Linked DNA regions of Mus musculus: all the other regions are linked to region 3. Evidence: chromatin contacts called from public promoter capture Hi-C data. All regions are on one chromosome and are shown on one strand. Each heading gives the region's core, a stretch centred on a gene start, on an enhancer-like site or on the middle of the called end of the contact. The rest is flanking DNA. Distances are from core to core; before and after follow the strand shown. Region 1 holds the start of Lrrc39 (leucine rich repeat containing 39). Region 2 holds the start of 4930455H04Rik (RIKEN cDNA 4930455H04 gene). Region 3 holds the start of Extl2 (exostosin-like glycosyltransferase 2).

Region 1 (4,778 bases), core at 748-3,247, 550 kb after region 3:
CGGCTTGTGATTTCTCTCACGAGACAGAGACCTTTCTCTTCTCCTATCTCTAGAAAGTGACCTGCTCCGGCTTCGGGAAAAGCTTCTCCTTCTTGGGGATCTGCGCCGAGGTGGAGGACTCCTCCTGCGGTAATCATCTCGAGGACGACGACCCCAAGAGGGAGGCGGCCCACGATTCCGACTTCTCTTTTCATCATTCGACAGTTCCACTCTTACACGGCAGCCACACAGTGTTCTTCCATCTAGTTCCCGGACAGCATCAGCAGCATCTCGGGGATCCTCAAATTCGACGAAAGCAAAGCCAGGAGGGTTTCGAGCAACCCACACACTTCTGAGTGGTCCATAATAGCCAAAAGCCCGTTCTAATTCAGTCTTGTTTCCATTATTTCCAAGATTACCTACATAAACCTTACAATCCAAGGGACAGGAATCACGATGCATTTCGAGATCCTGGGTTCAAAAGGCCCAAGCTCAAATCCTAACGCTCCGACAGGCCCACCCGCTTCCCTCTGGCTCTGCTCCTACAGATTCTCGGTCCCGCGGCGTCACGAAATGGCCCCCATACCCATTTCTTGAGGAATCAATCATTTTAGAATAGACATTGTTTAGATCTGGAAATCCCCTACTCTCCCCCTTCTCCTTTCCCCCCTGAGGGCCTATAAAACCTGGGACCCCTGTCCCCTCGGGGTTGACTCCTCTACCCCTGCGTGAGATATGAGTCGTCCCCAGAGCTCTGGTTTTCCCGAATAAAGCCTCCTGTGGTTTGCATCAAGTTTGGTCTCTCATGAGTTCTTGGGGGTCCACTATTATCCCGAGACTTGAGTGAGGGACTCCCTTCGGAGGTCTTTCAGTTTTACCTCTTATATTTTATCTGTGTACAGATGTGTACAGATTTTTAAAAGCTAAGAGTATAATTGTCTTTTTTGGTGTGAGAGGTTTCAAGACACTGTTTCTCTGTGTAGCTTTGGCTGTCCTAGAACTAGCTCTGTAGACCAGGCTGGTCTCAAACTCAAAGAGATCTGCCTGTGTCTGCTTCCCTGGAGTGCCGGAATTAAAAGTGTGTTCCACTACCACCTGGCTGTATGTATAATTCTTAAGAACATGGAATTAGGTCCTGTCTGTGGGAGCTGAGAGTTAAAAATGGAAAGTTAATTAAGTCTGAAGTCCTAGGCTTGAGAGTGTACCTGATAGCAGAAGGAGGTGGACTGGACAGGGCTTCAGTCAACCATTTCTCCCTGAAACTGAAGCTTAGGTGCAGCACAAATTGCGGTTCCTCGCCACACCTTCCCTATTCATTCATCTGAAGCACTGGGGCTTTTACTTCAAGGTAGTGAGGGGCTTTGTCCTGTTGCACATCAGTGTATTTTGAAGTTGCTTTGCTTCCAACAGATCCACTATGTTCTGTTAAGTATGTAAGATCTGTAAGTCATGAAAAGTGGACGGACTTTTAGAAAGAATTCTTTTCTGGCACTTAGAAATTGTTCTCCCTCCAAGAGGCCGGAGAGATGGTGCAGTGCTTAAGAGCACTTGCTCCTGCAGGAGACCCAGGGTCATTTCCCAGCATCCATGTGATAGCACACAACCATCCATCACTCCAGTTCCAGGAGACCCAACAAGTTCTTCTGGCCTGCAGGGCACTGCATGCATGTGGCACACAGCCATACATGCACACAAAACACCCCCCCCACACACACACAGTTAAAAAATTTAAATTAATTTAAAAAGAAATGGTTCTCCCAGAGACTTTCCTGGTGTTTGTAGGAACACACTCATGTACATTATCAGAGACTTCCCTGGTTTCTGTAGGAACACACTCACATACATTATCAGAGACTTCCCTGGTGTCTGTAGGAACACACTCACGTACATTATCAGAGACTTCCCTGGTGTCTGTAGGAACGCACTCACGTACATTATCAGTTGAACCTTTGCACAGAAGCCCCACGTGACTCTTGCTATTCTCAGCCTTGTCCAGGAGCTAAAATTAGAAGTAGGCTGACATGACTTTTCACTTGGTCACAGCCCGACAGAGTTTTAGTCATTTGGAGCCACACTGGGGGAAAAAAAAATCACCTTGGATCTGATTCTAGCTGAGAATCAGGGAGCTCTGGGCATGTTGGCTGCAGCAACCCCCTATGGTAAGTGCTTTTCCGAAACAATTTTCCTCCGTTCCTTCTGCTTAAAGAAATTACAGGTGACGATCTCACTGAAAAAGTTTATCAGCTGATCACAGATATAACTTCTGAGCCTTGTAAGGGGGCTGTGGTCACTTACCTAGCCGTCGTCCTCTGGGACACAGGAGATAGGCTTCCTGAAAGTTAGAGTTTAAGGTTGTGTTTCTTCAGTTGTTTAACTTTTGAAAGCAGCTGCCCCACCGTGTCATTGACACACTTAGCTCGCTGCTGTGCTGTGTGCCTTTCCTTCACAAAGGAGCTAGATGCAGAAATGCCTTGTTACAAACTTGTTTTTTTTCTGAAGCAAATCTGTCATGTTAAGGAAATTAGTATTAGAGATGACCAATATTTAATGTCAAGCAATGAAATAAGTTAACAAATGAGAGTTTATATAAAGATAATGCAATACGGAGATAGCTTGCATTCATGAAATATTTTAATTGTATATGGTTGAAAGTATTTAGTACATACATCAGCTTTATTAACATCTGATACAATAAATTCTAGGTGACATGTCCAGGCAGTAAGGTCCCCAGTACATGTTCTTCAAGGCTCCTCCTTCCACCTCCCACTCTCTTCTCTTATTTGTCCATTCTTTCCTGACTTCCTTTCTTTCCTTTTTTATCCTTCCTTCCTTCCTTCCTTCTTTCCTATTTTGGTAAGGTGTTGTGGTGTACCTAAGCTGCTCTCAAACGTACCATCCTCCTGCATCAGCCCATCAACAGACATATACTATTATGCCTGATCCCAAGGTCTCTTGACTGCAGAAAGATCTCACACTCAGCTCCTGTCTGTGGGCTCCGCGCACTCTGCTCACATCCCTCTCTAAGTAATACTCTGCATATTGTAGATGACAAAGCAACCCAAAGTTTTCTTCTGACAGCTCTTTTCGGGTTCCTTTTCTGACTGCCTCCATGAGCCTCAAATAATTTTAATTCTAATTCTACAATTTAGACATGATTAGCCAAACGTCCTGGGCCAAATGAAGGTATCCATGAAAAAGCAAAATTCCATGATGCATTCATTTTATTATTATTATTACTAATTATTATACTATTTTGAAAAATCATTGTTGGGGGACACTTGTTCATAGTGAGCAGGAATGTCTATACCTCGTATATCACCTATGCTCTTTGAAAGTAGTTACAACCAACTCACAGTTCCACCAATGCAAAGCACTGGGGGAATCCTCTCACCCAAACTTTCACCAATAGTTGGTAGAGTCAGTCTAGTACAATTGGCCATTTTGATGAGGTATGTATAGATAGTTTACTATGGTTTAATCTATAGAATCTTAAGGCTAAGTACAGTCTGTGGGTTTTTGTTTTGTTTTGTTTTGTTTTGTTTTGTTTTGTTTTGTTTTTGCCATTTGGATTTCCTGGGCTTTTCCTACCTTGCTGGTTTTACTTGGTTGCCTCTTTTTCTTCCTTCTTATTAAATGTTAGATGCAAACAACGGGTTTCTCCACAACATCGTGATGCACACGTGGAGCACACGCTGGTCACAGCCACATTTCCTGTGGCCTCTGCTACTGTACTCTCTGTCTTCTGCACAAGCCGTCTCCTGTTTCCTAAAAGTTCTCCTACTCTTTCTCATAAAAATGCAAAACAGTTATCTACTTACTTTGTTATTTCTAAAACATAGGTATTCCTGTGTACATTGCTGTGGAATTGTATACCACAGATGTATTTCTGTGTGCATTTCTGTGGAATTGTATACCACATATGTATTTCTGTGAAATTGTATACCACATGTGTGTGGATGCCTTTGGAGGTCAGGAGAAGGCATCAGATCCCCATGAACTGGAGATAGGCAGTGGGAACGTCAGGATATGGATGCTGGGAACCAAGCCTCAGTCCCCAGGAGAGGAGCAAACGCTCTTAGTTATGGAGCTGTCTCTCCAGCCATCTTAAAACAAAACAAAACCAGGCTTAATTGATTTCCTTGTAGGAAGCCTTATGTTGTAGACACAGCTGGGGCCTGGGGCCTCTGCATGCTGTCAGGCTGGTGGCAACCACCTTTACCTGTGGAGCCATCTTGAGGGCCCCAGACTTGCCTAATGTATCGTAGCTTAATTACTTTCCCATAGCTGGATGCAAGTCTGGTTGCAGGTTTTCATTATCATGGACGACATGGTAACAAAGGAAGCGGATTGGACAGCAGTTCCTGTTCCAACCATGTGTGCTCCCTTGAGGGTTAGCTTCCTCATATGAATACTAAAGGCAACAAAAATACTCACATCATAGTTTACATGGGTTTAAAATAAGGTATGGGCTGTGGGGGCACACACCTTCAATCCCAGCACTTGAGTGGCAGAGGCAGGTGGAGTGGAGTTCGAGGCCAGCCTGGACTACAGAGTAGGTTCCAGGATAGCCAAGGCTGTACAGAAAAATCTGTCTCAAAAAGCCAAAATAAATAAATAAATAAATAAATAAATAAGTAAAATAATAAAATAAGATATGGCATGCAAATATATGTGGAATAGCTGGACGCAAACATCACCTCTCATGATTGTTATCAATCATTAATATTCTGAAACATGATGTCTTTCCCCTGTCTGGTATACTTAGGTCTTTACTGAGGTGTCCTGTGACTCAGCTCTTC
Region 2 (4,574 bases), core at 1,325-3,824, 960 kb after region 3:
CAATGAAGGCAGAATGTGAAGGTAATTAATTAAAAGAGTCAATTTGGAGCATCCAGACTTTAATGTCCTCCTCAAAATAATCCTTTCTGAGTCCTTTCATAATTTGGCCCTCATTGTCTTTAAACCATTGAAAAAATTTGTGAATGATCTTAAAATAAAATTTACTGGTATGGGAAATGAATGGCGTCACCACAGGGTTACAGTAGTTTTATCGTAATGCTACTTGGTTCAGCCAAATTATATGAAGATGAATTTTTTTCAATTATTTGTAGTTAAAAGAACACCTTTTTAGTTACTTGAGACCCTGTGGAGTAAGAACAATATTTACAGCTTATTTCATTTTACTGCCAAAAGTTAGAGAATCATAATTTAATAATAATAAAAAAATCAAACAGCTCTTGCAGTGTTAATGTTTGTTGTTCTTGTCCTTTTACAGTGAAGTCTCTGTGTTGTTGAGTCTTGGTGTCTTAGGGAATTAACATCTTTGCCGTCATGGACATATATAAAAATTATTTCAGTGTAGGAGAGCAGTTAAAAGATTATCTCTGAGTTTTTGTAATTTTAATGCCTTTCAAAAAATGAGATAACTCTTGAAAGTTCCCTGGGTACGGTGTGTTTTCTTTTCCTAGGAAGAAAGAATAGCAGGGGTGGCTTCCTGGGCAAGGCCAGGGCGGAGTAAGCTGGCATTTCCCAGGGTGTGCAGGAGGAGAGTGGTTGTATTGTTTCCATGGACACGGAGGAACTACTCCATTTCCCCTCTAGGTGGTGACAAATGTGACTGAGCCCTGTGAGGTGCAGGCTTATGGAAATTCGTTCCTATAAACTTTTGCCAGTTTTTACCCTACAGGCTTTAAGCAAGAATTTTACTTTCAAGCTAAGTTTTGTGACTGTACCTCCAAGACTTAATTAACTCTAAAGGGATATGTTTGGGCTCGTGGGATAATTTTTAAAAGTTTATTAATTTTAACAGTGAAAGTATCTCTATATTCAGGAACCTGCCTACCTACTCAATTCCTTTTAAGGCATTTTGATCTTCTATATCTAATTGCACCTGAAGCCTCAGTGAAAATTCCTTGGCTTTCTGAATAACTCTCAGCCGCCATCTACTTGGACCATGCCCTAGTTCACTAAATGCTCTAAGCTGCAAACCACACTTAGCAAGACCTTAAAATAAGATGTTCCCCAGTTCAGTAGCAGAGACACAGAAGAAGGTGTCTGTGTGCATCACCGAGTCAACTGTTTCATTTGGTTATCCGGGAGGTAAAGCCGTGGGGAGAAATGGAACCTAGTTGTGAGCGACTCACACGGCCCAGTGAAGTAACCTTTAGCCAACAGCTGTAATGTGAAAGGGCCATGCCAAGAACAACAGAGCACAGTGGAGTTCCTGTCCCTTCTAGGAGGACAGCTGAAGCTGTGGCCGGATTTAACAACAAAACAAAACAAACAAAAATCCAGGCCAAGGTTTTTAAGATGAAAGGAAAAAATACAGTAATTAGAATTCAGAAATTAAAAAGTACTCTCTATAGAAAGGTGCCCAGGCTGCTTAGTGGACTCTTGGCTCCTTTTCACTGGTGAAGAAAGTAGGTTTTTATTTATCCTTTCTGGGTAGGAGGGAAAAAACCCCCGCTATATTCCCTTAGTGTGTGTGTGTGTGTGTGTGTGTGTGTGTGTGTGTGTGTATGCACAACAAAACCTAAATTAGGATTTGCTTAATTAATTGTGAGAATTTGAGGAGCAAAGAGTTGGATAACCTCCTATCTACCTTGATTTAGTGTCAGTTTTTCAGAAAGTAGTTACTTCTTTTTTGACGGTTAATTTCAGTGTCAGAAAATGTGACGCACAGGGGTGTGGATTTGCCAAGTTGCTTTTCCTTGCAAAAATGCTATCAAAAGTTACAGCTAATAACGATAGATGACCAGGTCAGGGACTTCCAGGTTATCGTCACATACAGCAGTTTGGAAGCAAATGAGAAAAAGAATGGTATCATTTAAGAAAAGTGACTCATTTCTTGCTTTGATTTTTTTTTTCCCCAGAACAAACATCAAGTGTACTACTTTTCTTCCCGGAATTAGGGAAATATTTTCCAAGTCCATCTTGTGCATGGCTCCTGTATTGAGACCTTATTCGGACTATGTCTGTCCTTCTGTACTGGAAAACTGATCTGCGAGAATTACTCTGATGCGTGCCTTCGCTACTTTTCTTCTGTTTTAATACTTCGCATATATATATATGCATACATACATACACCAAGCTTTGCTTTAATTCAGTTAGGTTTGTCTGGAATATACTTTGACACATGAATAAAAATGTTTCCGATTTTCTTCCTTTTGATCTACCTCTTTAAAAAAAAACTTTTGGGGGTTCTATTCATTGCTTTGAAAAGTTTTCCAGTTAGGCATCTATAAGAACATTTGTCCGATAGAAGGAATTTGAAGAAAAAACCCTAAACTTCAGATATCCACAGAAGGTGAGGAGAGTTTACAAACTATTTATAAAAACAAGCAAACAAGCAAACAACCCTTGATTATCGTTTAGAATGCAAACACCATCTGTAAATTCCAGAACCATTTCCCTGGATCTCAGGTTCTGAAGCCCCAGTGTCATGGAGGGTCACAAGGGTTAAGAGAAGCAGACCAGAGTCCACGAAGGCTTAGTTCTGTTTCTCTACTTGGAAGGCCTGGGAGACAAGGACAGCTAGCAACGTCGCCTGTGCCGGTGCCGGTGCCGGTGCCGGTGCCGGTGCCGGTGCCGGTGCCGTTTGTCTAAGCAACCACCTTACTGACTTAAAACTCTATGTAGACTTACAGTGATGGCCTGGAGTCTTCCCTTCACCAGCTCAGCTTCTTCCATTCTAGAAGTCAAGGACAGGCAGACGCTGAAGGAAGTCCAAAGCTACCATAAATCAAGGTGCGTCCTTGGAGAGGGGAGCTGGAGATGACAGAAGAGACACGGAGAGAAATCCGCTCTTTGCAGCAGGGAGAGAGGAAGAGAATTCCGAACTGTCAGGAGCGGAGCGGCTCAGAGCCCATGCACAGATGAGGCCAGACAGACACATGTAATGAGGGTGCACTGGGGAGGCAGACGCTGAGGCTGCTGGCACGAGTTGACTGACAAGTTTGAACGGCAGCCGCACAAGCCCTTTTCCTTCAGGGGCTGCCAGCTCTTTGTTGTGCTGTGCACGGTTAGCGAGACACATTTTCTTATTAACTGTTCCTTACCCAAGTCATTATTTTCCAGGAGTGGCGCAGGGAGCTGCCGTGCTGAGTGTCGGGGTCCGGGCAGCCCAGGTTTTCCTGTGAGCCTGTGTGTGTTTAAAGTTATCTCGCTTAGTTTATCTCGGGGGGGGGGGGGGGATGAGAGAGAGAGAGAGAGAGAGAGAGAGAGAGAGAGAGAGAGAGAGAGAGAGAGAGAGAAGTGCTAAGTCACTTGTTTGTTATCTCCCTCTGCTTGGCTTTAGGTAATGGTGATGGCTCCTTTAGTAACCGAAGAACCCTTAGAGTAGAATATTTGCATCAAGCTCAGCTCCCCTCTCAAAGTCCCACCGCAGGCAGCCTTCTGACAGAGACCTTAGACTCTTAGGTCTTGGAAAGCAAAACAAAACAAAACAAAACAAAAAAACCCAAAGGTGTTAACGTGATGATTGATGTTGGATATCTGGGGACTGCAGCACCTTTTTTGGACCCCATTCAAAAAAAACAAAAAACAAAAAACAAAAAACAAAACAAAACAAAACAAAAAAACAAACCCCGACAATCTTCAATTTCAGGAAGGTGCCCATTTTGACAGCCTGAAGTTATGCAAGAGCAAGGAGCGAGCCTGTGAAAGTGTGCCCTGGGTGGACAGTCCCTGCCCTTTAAGGAAGGCAGTGAACCCCGGGGAAACTCAGGTCAGAGCAGAGCCCAGGAAGCTTTGCAATGGACTTTGTTTTCTTTTTCCCACCTATTCTTTAAGTGCATGTTGATGTGGTGAGCCCCAATTACCATCCACCACATTATTATGTGTTTGGATCAGCCCTTTAATATCACCATTCAGGCAGGGAGGTTAAATAGACAAGGCTGACACTGAACACACTGGCGTACATTTCTTTGTGCTTTTGATATTTGTTATAGTAGTAGCTAATATTTGTCCATAGACAAATGCATCTCATCTTATTTATCTTAGGGGTGTTGAGAGATAGGTGCTATTATTCCTATTTTAAAATGAGGCAACAGGCTCAGGGAGATCATTTGCCACATGGCTAATAAGTAGCAAAGCCAGGATGGGGATGTCAGCTGTCTGACTTTGTAAAGCCATTCATCAAGCAATGCCCAAGGGCACTGGGCAAAGAGAGACACGGGCTGAAGGTTAAATCAATCTTCATGCGGGAGCTGGACCAAGCCTCCTCCTCTGCCAAACTCCCGGAGATGCTTATAGACGGATAGGAAAACTCTAGGTAGAACCTTGTGTTATTCTATTCTGCAGAAACGTATAGACCTTAGATTGCTTCATACTTTTATTTGGATCTCCCCAGCCACAGAGGCCACACCCTGAGCCAGTCACCGGAAGAACAAGATTATCGCTTTCAAGAATCTGAA
Region 3 (4,448 bases), core at 1,063-3,562:
CTCAACTTCTGCCCCTCTTTTATCGATTCTTAGAAGGGAATAAAATCTAGAAATGGAGTTAGCACACTTCAGAAGTGTGCTCATTCTGTTATTTGCAGAGCAGTTTCACAAGCCCAGAAGTTATCCCACAGCAAATACTTAAATTCCAGTGACTTTACTTCCTTAGCGACACCGGACTCTCTTCGACCCAAATCTTGACACCATAAAACAAAAACAAACAAACAAAAAAGCCCAAAGGTGACACCAAAGCCTTCAAGTCAAAATGGCATTCTCAGAAAACTGTATGGGATTTTCTACTGCAGTAAAGATACAAGGAAAATCCTAAGACAGTTTCACTGGAAAAGAGAATGGCATATGCTTTGCCAACGGTCTCTTCACAAACCTCTTCAAAAGTCATTCAAAGGCAATCATAAATTTAACAGGGCCATTCAGATCTTTCTCTCTCAGAATCTTAGGAGTGAAATCCAAAAAAAAAAAAAAAAAAAAAAAAAAAAGCCACACCCACAGGTAGGTTAGCTAACAGGATCCTCTCATTTTTCCTGAGGCATAGCTAAGGCAAGCTGTTAAAGAGATTCATTGCATCTGCCAAATAAAAAAGTAAAAAAAAAATATGAGGAGGGGGCCTGTTTGTCAGTTCTGTTTAATGGAGTTGCAGGAAATGAGAGTCCCCGATCTTAGAACTGCAGCCCTTCCCTTTTGGTGAGAGTACGCTGAGAGCAACTCAGCAAAAGTGGTAGTGGCAAAGGTAAGACGTGAACCTGCCGGTAAGGAGCTACGTGGCACTAAGCAAATAGTGGCTTGTCTCCCTCACCCTCTGCTTCCGCCCCAATCATCTTCCCCTTTGGTTACCAGTTGCTCCAGATGCCGTAGAGTAGTTCCACAAAAGCGAAAGAGAGGTTCAGGCACAGGAAGAAAAACAGGTTCCGGGATGTCTTGTCCGACAGGATGGACCTGGGCACGATACAGGTGATCAGAAGCAAGCAGGAGCCAAGGGGGTTGCGGGGACCCCTCAAAACCCACCCAGTCCGCATGCTCGTTCCACCACAGCAGGAGGGTGACGCTCCCATGCTGGACCTCAGGCCATCCTTAGCACCCAGCTTTGTCTCAGCATCCCGGGCAGCCCCCTCCCAGCAATCACAGCACCCCGCACCTAAACCAGCCTGAGATCTTGCCGAACAGATTGAACTTGGGTGGTTTGTATTCATCATCCTTGATGGACAGGGGCAACATCTTCTCCACCCGGCGAAGGGCCGGGTCTCCGTCCCTCTAGAAGTGACTCGGTATGGTGGCGGCAGTGACAGCGGTGACGCTTCAAACGCGGACCCCAAAGCGCTTGACCGCCGCGGCACCGCCGCGAGACACAGACACAGACACACACCCGGGAATTCGAGGACTTCCGGCCCGGGCCGCGCAACGCGTCCTGGGACGGGAAAGCGGGAGGCGGGGGCGGGGACTCCGGCAGGGGAGGGGCTTACGGGGAGGAGGCGGGGCTTGGGGGCTGCGGAAAGTCCGAGCTGAAAGCTTGGGGATCTATCTCTAGCTGAGCTAGGGGTCCTATCTCCTGAACTCACGAAAGATACCCCTGCTGGCTCTCTGCAGACGTGGCTGACTGGTTCAGGGCCCGCTGTCACCCACCCAGATCGCCCATCACTATCGTCCCCGGATGCAGTGCAGCCCGCTCCTGCTCCTTCAGCATTAACCCCCTAAAGGACCTCAAATCCCCGCTGTGCCTTAGGCAGCATCACTGAAAAGCCCAGGCGGCCACGTGCTGCGCCGCCACTGCACGGGATGTGCGAGAATGGCTTCCCGAGGTCAACGCTAAGGGAGTCCACCCCCACCCGCGGAAACCGTCACGCGGGACGCGATCGTTGAGTGCTTTGCAAAAGAAACACTTAAAGGTATTTTAAAACGTCCTTTAGGAAGAGGGCCATAGACTATGGCCTTGAGGTCCGCTTCTTGCTGTTTCTCCCCTGCAACCTCATTCGGTTGTAGCCCTGAAGGCAACCGCAGACAGGTTCCTTTAGCATCCTTGTCACCCCCAAGACAGTAGCTGTCACTATGGTCCATTTCAGGAGGTGCAGATACAAGCCTGTTGGGTGGGAGGCTGGGGATGAGCCTTGTGGGCCTGGGCTGGCTAGAGAGACACTCTCCAGCATCTTTCTAGGGGATTGTTTAGACAAGGTCAGCTGGCCGATCACGTGAATGATTAAAAGTTATTACCTAGAAGGGGAAACCCGGAAAGGGGGTCTGGTTTGGGGAGGTGGCTTGGAAACTACAAAACCGAGCTTCTTGGGAAAGCCTTTTTGCCTAACAGGAAGTGGAGCGTCACCCAAAGCGAGGGAGGGGTGGCCACTCAGGAACTGTCCCCTGCTCCAGGCACTCACTTTGCAGGCGGCGCATTTCCTAGGTTATCAATTGGACGGGCAGAGAGGTTGGAAGCCCGGTTTAGGAAAGGGGTGGAAAAGAGGCAAGCAAAGGAGACTCTCCTTTCGATTTATGCTAACCAAGCTGCAAATAAACCCGCTGGCCCCGCTGCAATCTTCTGCACTAGAGGTGAGGCAACTGTGAAATTCTCTTTCATTGATTTTATCTTTCCATTTGGGACCTCTGCTTGTTTTGCCCTCGTTCTTGGAACTTTGTGGGTAGGAAGGATTTATTCTGTAATTTAGATTTTTGAAAATAGATCTTGATTTTTTTTTAATGTTCCTCTTTAAAAACTGCTGGTAACAAACGGCTTGATTCTATAAGTTCTAGGACAAACATGTCTCTTTTGTCTTTGCCTTTCTTGGACCATTATTGTCATGTAAGCAAATATTCTCAATTAGTAGCATTTACTTTTTAAAGGCTACTCTGTTGTTGTTGTTCAGAGCAGTTTTTCAATTCTACCCTACTGCATTGCTGAGGAAGCCAGAACTGACTGCAGACGAGGTCGTTTAAGGCAAAATAGCTATTGCAATTGATTTTTTCCCCCTTGAAGACTGCTTTATTTAAGTATGATGGTGGGGATGGTATATCAAAATAATCAAGTTTCAGCAATGGATTTCCAGCCTTCTCATTAAGGTCACCTGCAATTTGAGCCTATGTGGTTTTTATCCTGCCTTTGGAAATAAATTCTGTATTCCATCTTGCACTGTTGTAAATCCGAAGTTGCTTAGCTGGCATAGATAGGGAGGAACCCATATTACCTGTTATTGAATAGTTTTGAAAGGCATTAAAGAAATTTAATTTCAGCTTTATCAGTTTCCTAGATTTGTTACGATATAAGGTAGATCTGCTCTTGAAGATCTTCTCCCTTCTGACTGTGGCCATGCTATTTTTTAATCCTTAGCCCTGGACAGCATAAAGGCCAATCAGCGTTAAAGGCATTTTCGTTTGCAGTATAAAGGACAGAAGGACACTCTTTAAACCAGGAAAAGTTGTTTCTACTGTGCCTCACTTCTTTTTGTAATCTTTAAATAATATCTATCCTGTTCATGTTAACCTACACATAGGTTAACATATGTCCCACATGTTAACACACGTCCCACACGTCAAAATAGAACTCAGTTATCATTTGGAGATTATCTTGTATGTGTTGGGTGTCCAGACTATAAAGCAAGATAAGTGAGAGTTCTTCTCCGGGGAGAGTTTTATGGAGAGGACAAATTAATGTGAAGAGAGGGAGGTGGGGAGAAAGGCAAACCCATCGGTATTTTAGATGGTGCAGTCTTTAAGTTGTGCAGCAGCGATGAATTTGAAACAGTGAACAGAGACAACAGCTATTGCTCGATGAGCCTTTCTGCCTGTGCTCACCCATTCATCTTACTCCCGCAGTAATTCTTATCATTAAAAGAAGGAGTTGGGCGCACAACGATTTTGATTCCTTAGCTCTGTGTTGGTGGTCAGTGTTTAAGCAAGCCTGCAGTCACACGAGGTACTTGGGAAGTCTCCAGTCATAGGTCCGTTGTGCATTACAAAGACTAAATGGCTAGAGAAGACTACAGAATAGATACAGTAATAAATGTTCTTAAATTAATAAGTGTATCTCTATTTTAAATACTTATGTATCTATTCAGTTAGTCGCTTTAGATGAACGCGCTGTATGGCGTGGTTAGTTGTGTGGTTGAAGATTGAAATATGAAAGCAGAGAAGATGAAAGGACGGACATTCCTCCTGTTCTGAGTCCTTTCCGGTAACAGACAGCAAGAATGACAAGGGTGCCATCTGTCAACCTCAGTAATCCGTGTGGCGTTTATCTGCAACCCTATTTTAGACCCATGCTTTATTAGATACATCAGATTGTTGTCCTATGAAGTGTTGTTTTAAAAGGGAGCTGTAATAGAGGGTAAGAGTAAAGATGAACGTGAGTCTAGGAATTAACTAGTGATGCAAATTATATTCACAGTCCTCGGCGTCACTTTGAGATGTGTGTGCCCTGGTTTCAGATGCATCAGTTGGGACAGTCTCTG

What was found. Promoter capture Hi-C pulls out the DNA fragments that hold promoters and counts their contacts. Capture Hi-C pulls out chosen DNA fragments and counts their contacts.
Region 1: a promoter capture Hi-C map of liver shows a contact between it and region 3, with 8 times the contacts expected there. The contact joins the promoter of Lrrc39 here to the promoter of Extl2 in region 3. A contact is called at or near these places in 8 of 39 promoter capture datasets (the 3T3-L1 cell line, cranial neural crest, embryonic stem cells and 3 more), 4 of 484 Hi-C or Micro-C datasets (the AML12 cell line, the G1E-ER4 cell line, bone marrow-derived macrophages and 1 more), 8 of 115 datasets of contacts at active chromatin or transcription factors (acute myeloid leukemia, bone marrow-derived dendritic cells, bone marrow-derived macrophages and 3 more) and 3 of 9 other capture datasets (adipose tissue, embryonic stem cells and macrophages).
Region 2: a contact with region 3 is called in a promoter capture Hi-C map of adipose tissue. The contact joins the promoter of 4930455H04Rik here to the promoter of Extl2 in region 3.

Annotation. Positions count from the first base shown.
Region 1 is chr3:116,560,986-116,565,763 of GRCm38.p6, forward strand. It overlaps Lrrc39 (leucine rich repeat containing 39), which reads left to right and starts at 1,998. Exons shown (of 9, transcript NM_175413.4): 1 at 1,998-2,138; 2 at 4,745-4,778. It also overlaps the pseudogene Gm9761.
Region 2 is chr3:116,965,693-116,970,266 of GRCm38.p6, forward strand. 4930455H04Rik (RIKEN cDNA 4930455H04 gene) reads left to right here and starts at 2,575. Exons shown (of 3, transcript NR_040596.1): 1 at 2,575-2,907; 2 at 4,511-4,574. It overlaps Palmd (palmdelphin), which reads right to left and starts at 3,260. Exons shown (of 8, transcript NM_023245.3): 1 at 2,806-3,260. The coding sequence starts at 2,850. It overlaps Gm52613 (a long non-coding RNA gene), which reads left to right and starts at 1,330. Exons shown (of 2, transcript XR_003954544.1): 1 at 1,330-1,580; 2 at 2,034-2,324.
Region 3 is chr3:116,005,985-116,010,432 of GRCm38.p6, forward strand. It overlaps Extl2 (exostosin-like glycosyltransferase 2), which reads left to right and starts at 2,313. Exons shown (of 5, transcript NM_001163514.1): 1 at 2,313-2,553. It overlaps Slc30a7 (solute carrier family 30 (zinc transporter), member 7), which reads right to left and starts at 1,422. Exons shown (of 11, transcript NM_023214.7): 1 at 1,151-1,422; 2 at 850-951. The coding sequence starts at 1,230.